Linked DNA regions of Anas platyrhynchos: region 1 is linked to region 2. A link is a contact called in public Hi-C data. All regions are on one chromosome and are shown on one strand. The core of a region is the stretch at or near the end of the contact, and the rest is flanking DNA. Distances in the headings are between cores, read along the strand shown.

Evidence for each region. A called contact is a pair of places that touch in the nucleus more often than the background predicts.
Region 1: a Hi-C map of subcutaneous adipose tissue shows a contact between it and region 2, with 2.3 times the contacts expected there. The contact joins two enhancer-like sites. A contact is called at or near these places in 2 of 8 Hi-C or Micro-C datasets (liver and subcutaneous adipose tissue).

Annotation. Positions count from the first base shown.
Region 1 is chr5:38,017,558-38,020,654 of IASCAAS_PekinDuck_T2T, reverse strand. ZFYVE26 (zinc finger FYVE-type containing 26) reads left to right here. Exons shown (of 42, transcript XM_072038844.1): 27 at 490-588; 28 at 2,424-2,581. Among named protein-coding and RNA genes, the nearest start is that of VTI1B, 24 kb to the right of the region's middle. Within about 2 kb of position 1,579, at least 1 of the 8 cell types and tissues checked has an H3K27ac peak or open chromatin away from gene starts, as enhancers often do.
Region 2 is chr5:37,946,740-37,949,844 of IASCAAS_PekinDuck_T2T, reverse strand. PLEKHH1 (pleckstrin homology, MyTH4 and FERM domain containing H1) reads right to left here. Exons shown (of 29, transcript XM_072038845.1): 24 at 1,531-1,672; 25 at 474-616. Among named protein-coding and RNA genes, the nearest start is that of PIGH, 18 kb to the left of the region's middle. Within about 2 kb of position 1,799, at least 4 of the 8 cell types and tissues checked have an H3K27ac peak or open chromatin away from gene starts, as enhancers often do.

The DNA of each region.
Region 1 (3,097 bases), core at 330-2,829, 71 kb before region 2:
ACGATGTGCTTGCCTGTCTGTATTTGTCTGCCTGTTCCTACATATGTTGTCCTAGCTCGCTTTATAGCGTTTTCAAAATGTTGATACCATTTCATAATTTAAAGATGCAGCTCTCAAGGCATCGTCTATCTCTTCCTGCCAAATGACCTATAACTTAGCAAGTATGTTCCTTCTGCTGCAATGTGAAACAATATTTGCAATGGGTACCTTGTATCAATTTATTATTCTCACACACAATACTTTTTCTCTGCTGGATTATTCTTGTGCCTGTCAGTAGTCCACTGCTCTAAGGATCCCTTTCTCTGCGTTTTATATAGTCGCACGTGAATCATTGTGGGCTAATTTTCTTAAAAGATAATAATTTGTAATTACACAGCTAATCCTGTTTGTACTAACATTGTTATGTACTCCTGTGAATGTATTCCTGTGACGTTTGTTAAAACAAGCAGATGTATGAACAATATTCTCTGATTTTTTACTCTGTCCTAGATTCTGTGATACGTATCCAAGAAAATCTCAGTCAAATACTGGAGTGTGAAGCAACGTCTAAATCAGGATCATCAGAACTGTCTTCTGCCAGTTTTACTGGTAAGGGTAAGATCTCTATGCTATTTTCTTTCAATTTGTTCTTTTTATCCCTTATCTATGTTTGAAGTGTGTACTACCACTAAGTAATAACTTAGGTCATGTTCAATGCAGGTCTGTAGGTCTCTGTATTGGTGATTTGGGCCCAGTTAAAATAAGACATGAAGGAGAAGAGGAAGGGCATAGTTTTATTTTGTTTTTTTGGTAGATATCTACAAAATATCTGAAGAGTCAGCACACAAATCCATTTCAGGCACTGCAGGGGGGAAAAACAAGTCTGAGCAGAACACAGAACTGGATTACATCTGCAGGAAGAAAAAGGTTTATCTGTTTGTCACAGCTAGGTTGTAAGTGGATTAATGGTGCTGCAGGTTAATCTTCCTATGTCTTGATTTCTGTGCTATCTTTGGATGTATAGGCAGAGCTTTTCTTGAAGCCCACTCACTGTAGTGGTACTTCCTCTTTTTTTTCTCATTATCTCTTTTTTTCCTCAATTTTAACTTTGGTTTTCCAGTAGAAATCTCATCCTTTTGTCTATTTTCTTCTTTCTTTCAGTCCTTGAATTAATTTTTTTCTAGGATCCCTTTTGTGACCTGAGGGGTAACACGCCTTGTTATTGTCTGAGAGGGCTCCACTCACAGTCTTCAAACGCAAATAAATAGAAACAAAATAATTTAATCCAAAACAAGAATACTAGTGGTTTAAAAACAACCACAAATTCATTTGTAGGGTCCATTCTGCATCTAATGCAAGAGATGCATGCTTCAGAAGATACGTATTGTGAGAGATGCATAGTGTGTGCTCTCAGTGAAATGACTAGCCAAGGGTATCCGCAGACCTCCAAGGCTGGTGGTTCTCAGTGAGTGATGGGCCTGTGCTATCTTGATCTCCGGTTCAGGGCTCTGAACTGTTATCTGGTTATCTATACTGAGCTGGTGATTCTGCTTGCACTGCATATGTGAGGTGACAGCGTGTCTTGGATTTGGCTGTGTAGCTCTTCAGTTTCTCTCCTAGTGGTCAGCTTAATATCTATATGTTGTTACAAAACCTGAGTGAATTGTTCTCTAATGTTCCTTTGCAATCCAGCATCCACTTGAATGAGTTAGCTTTACTGGAATGGAGTTTTTTTCTTTATTTTAATGTCCATGTACATAGAAGGTGGCTTGTAGGGCTGTTGAACTTTTTAGTTAGCCTTAAGTGTAACTGGCTCACATCATATAAACCAAGAGTCTATCTACTGCTATAAATTTGATTCAGTTAATATTTCTTTGGCAAGGTCAAAGAAGCTAAAAGCCAAAAACTTAAACTGTTGCCTCTTTGAACTGATTTTTACCAACAGTAGGTTTTAAAGCAGACTAGACAAGGAGGCATATGCTGTTTCTAGCAATACTGTATCTCTCCTGAGATAATAAAGAAAATTCTTAGTCTTCAGGAATGTCAACACTGGGCATCCTTAAGGTTCTGTTTTATGCTATACCACTTATTTGGTATTCATATTCCTGTGTGTTTTCTTTCCCTCCTTCAAGTCTCTGCTTATGGTACAAGTATAGATGTTGAAGTTACCTTATACTTCTCTAATTGTTGTGGTAAAGATCTACTAATAATTATGTACTCTTGCTCATTAGTGTTGAAGTATTAGAAGCTTACAATCTTAGAGTTTTAGCTTATAGCATTTATACTCCTTACACAATGTTACTCTGCTATGCCTAGGTGAAAGATAATGGTCTTGATAATAGTCTTGTGAGTCTCAGTAAGTCTGTAGTGTTTTTTGGTATTCAAGACTCCATTAAACAGCTTAAATCCCTTTCCATGTTTGTCTTGTCCTGGCTTTTTTTAAGGTGTAACAGTATCTGCAAGTCCCAGAGAAAGAAGCTTGCAGCAAAATTTGTTTCCTCAGGAATTTGTGCCACCTGAAAAGCCTCCTCCAAAGCAAGAATGGATACCCGATGACACTGAAACAATATGTATGGTTTGCAAATCTGAACGCTTCACCATGGTAAGGAGCAAAAATTAGAACTGTGACCTTAATGTCAACAGTTGCCTGTAATATGTTTCTTAAAAACCCTTAGCTACTTTAGCAAGTTTGCCTACATCACTGTAGGCTTGAAAGAATTGCTAGTCCATGGATTTTTAACCATTGATTTCTATTTAGCGTAGCTGAGGAGACAGGCACCAGTTACCTGCTTTCACTGCGAAGTGAAAGATTAATTTTGATTTTTGCAGTTGTGCTGGCAGTCTTGTCTTATTGCTTAGAAGCAGTACTATTTCCTCAAAATGCCTGTTGCTTGTGAATTTGGAAGTGACTAAGGTAGTGTCAGAAAGAGTCTACAGCTTCTGAGTTTTCCAAGAGGCAGTCTAAATATTGTGGTGACCAAAATAGGAACAACTTGAGTAGTGGAGAAAGTTGAAGACTGCAGCAAGTATATTAAACGTGGGTGTCCATAGAAGGGAATTCTGGTAGTGAGAATCAATCATTTTATAGTTCTAAAAAGCTTCCTCATGTGTGCTGTGT
Region 2 (3,105 bases), core at 550-3,049:
AATTGGGATCACTGCATAGTGTTTGAGAATTTCTAAGTCAGAACATCAAAAAGCCCTGTCAGAATTACTGCATGGCCTGAAGCAGCCCATATGTGCTGGCTTTGCGGCATGATGCAAATGGCATCTGGGTTCAATTGAGTCTTAGAGGAAGGGTAAAATGAAAATTCACAAAGAGAATTCATTTTAGGCTTAGACATGCTGGAATTTGTTGGAACTGGGTTGCATAATCTGGAAGTGAAAGGCTTAAACTTCTTAATTTGGGGAAAGTTAGTTGGTGATTTGGCTTTTTTTTTTTTATTAGTTAACTACCATTTTATTTTGAAGGAACCTTTTTTTCTGACACTTGTGTTGTTTAAGCTTCTACGTTAATATAAACTTAATGAGCTCCTTGAAACTTCTTAAGTATCAAGAGAGAATTTTGCAAGCATAATAAATTGTTTTCAGTGCAGACTTTAAGAGGACAAACAACTTACTTGAGCTGTTCAGGAGCAATGTTTTGCTTGTAGCGTTTGGGGTAGAATTTGTCTAAGACCTGGTGGAGAAGATGCTGCATTTTGGGTTGTGATGTTCCCCCAGGGCTTGAAGATCCCGGTCGATCCAAATCCCCATATTCCACCTAAGACAGCATGTACCGTAAAGTTTGTAGTACAACATAACTGTGGGGTTTTTAGTGCAATAGATCATTCCACAGGTTCCCATACTGCTATCTACTGTTTTAACTAGTCATGCAAAACATCAGGCTGGGGAATTTTGTCTGCAGTATTTACAACAATAAGTGTACAACAGAGCAACTATGGGAGACATGACTGCTCAAGGAATTCTTTACTGATCTAAGAAAAAGCAAAACAACATCTGGGCCAGCTACATGTAAGAAGACACTTCTGTATAACTGCCAAGCTTTTGGGGTTTATTCTCAATTAGCCAATTAAAACAACACCCTATTTGTAAATAGTATGGACAATGTTCCCAACTTCTTCATCTCTTTTCACATCGTTTTAACAAGTGCAACAATTGGTTTCAGCTCAGTAAAAAATGATTATGCTGTTTATCATGCCCACAACTCTTACAATGCGTTTTATGCGGTAAAATGCTAAACGTAAGCCTGGAGGTCTAATGGAAAATTCTACAAAATGCTGTTCCTTGAATAATAATAAGAGGCTATTGGCAGTGCAATGGTGAAAGCTTTTACTATTAAACAGACTTCTAATAGGCAATACTATTTCCATATCTTTACTAAGGCACTAATCAGAGCAGTTCTGGGGAGAGTCCAGCCCCATCGTGTTTTCCAATACTTTTCTTCAGAAGGAAAGAAGAGGATGTTCCACAGGAAATTTCCTTATAGCAAAAGGTATTCTACTGATACAGCTATGCTGGTGTGATGCGTTTGGCACGGTACACCTCAGACCGTATTTTTGGTAAGAAATATCACTTTTGATGTAAAAGATAGCTGCTTACTCAAAGACATTCAGCATACAGCTGTACTCTCTAGAGGACCAAGAAACAATGACTTCTGCCTGTAATAATGCTCACCTGAGCCATCAGAGCAACCATTTCCAGAGCTAATTCTTTATTAACAGGAAACCTTCCACTGACTATTTCATTGCTGACTTGGAAGGCCAGCAGCAACCGCTCCCGGTCTGTCTCACCCTTGGCTTGGCTCCGAAAATACAGCCTAAAAAGTAGAGGATTATAGGTGATTAGTGTCTGTCTGTCCCCATCAAGCACAGACAGGCAATATTTAAGAGATGGCCTTCTCTGCTTATCACAGAATACAGAGCTCTCTCTGCTCTAAGGTAAGAATTGTACAAACTTCTACATGGTGGCCTTGCAGACTTGTTATTTTTACCAACTCTGTTTTGAGTGCTTACTCTGAGATTGTTATTAAAAAAATTGTTTTAGCGGGAAATAAGAAACCCAATTAGCAGGCTTTATTGCAAAAAGTAAGGCATTCTTGTAAAAACTACTAGGAAGCTTTGATTTTTCTCTTTACGCTCAATTTCTTTGACCTGGTACAGCAAGATGACTAATGCAGGCTGAAAATACGAGCAGGGGGAATGCTTCCCCAAACCATTCCTCATGCATGCCTATTACAGTCCACACCATCTACTTCAAATATCATTTTAAAGCTATACCTATGATGATATATTACACAGTGCCACAGAAGATACTAATTCTAGTGGTTCAGTTAATTATTTTATATCAATTCAAAACTCACAACACCATGAGGACCGTAGTGACCTTACACATCTTATCAGAGTCCTTGCAGTTAGAACAGACCAACCTTGGAAAGACCTTATCAAAATATCCTTGCTGTACAGTCTAAGCACATCCCAGTCCAACAAAATAATATTGCAAAGGTTCACTCCTGAAAAAAATACTTTTGAGTCAAAAGCAATAATTTCTGCTTCAAAGCTCACAGAAGCTTAGTTTCACCACTACTGTCACCAAAATCTTCATGTGTTCAATGCAAAACTTTGTGGCTTTTTAATCTGGGGGGAGGAGGGTTGTTTCGCCTCCAAACAGAATTCACAGGCAGAAAGCCATTACTAGTTCTCATGCACAGCTCTCCATTCACTTTAATTCAGAATTCCTGTTTCTAATATAAATGATGAACTTGTTCCAGTTTTAGTTTTATACCTGTGTCTCATAGTTTTCTCCTCTGTTATCTCTCATCATCTAGATTGAACATTTATCTCTTTCCTTATAAAGTCTAGGCACTGCTACTACATGTCTCCTTAAAGCTCTTGCCATTTAGAGTGTTGTTCTTGTATCCTTTTCAACTTCATAATTCCTTGCTTAATTGCAAGTTTCATTTTCACTGGTGATTATTTCCCCAGGTTTCTCTTGCTCTCACCTAACACGTGTTATTTAATTACATTTTAGGATCTAGACAAATGACATTGTGCCAAGTAGCTAGTTTTTAGCCCATTTTAATTCTGTTCCACTATTGCAAAGTGCTTTGGGTTTTATCTCTAGACCATATACCCTCTTGTATACACATACCACACACAGACAAAAGTCACTGCATCTCATGTAGGATCTGACATCATCTTAGCTAAAATACTTTTGGCACTAACAGTACTATAAATTACCGGCCATCTACAG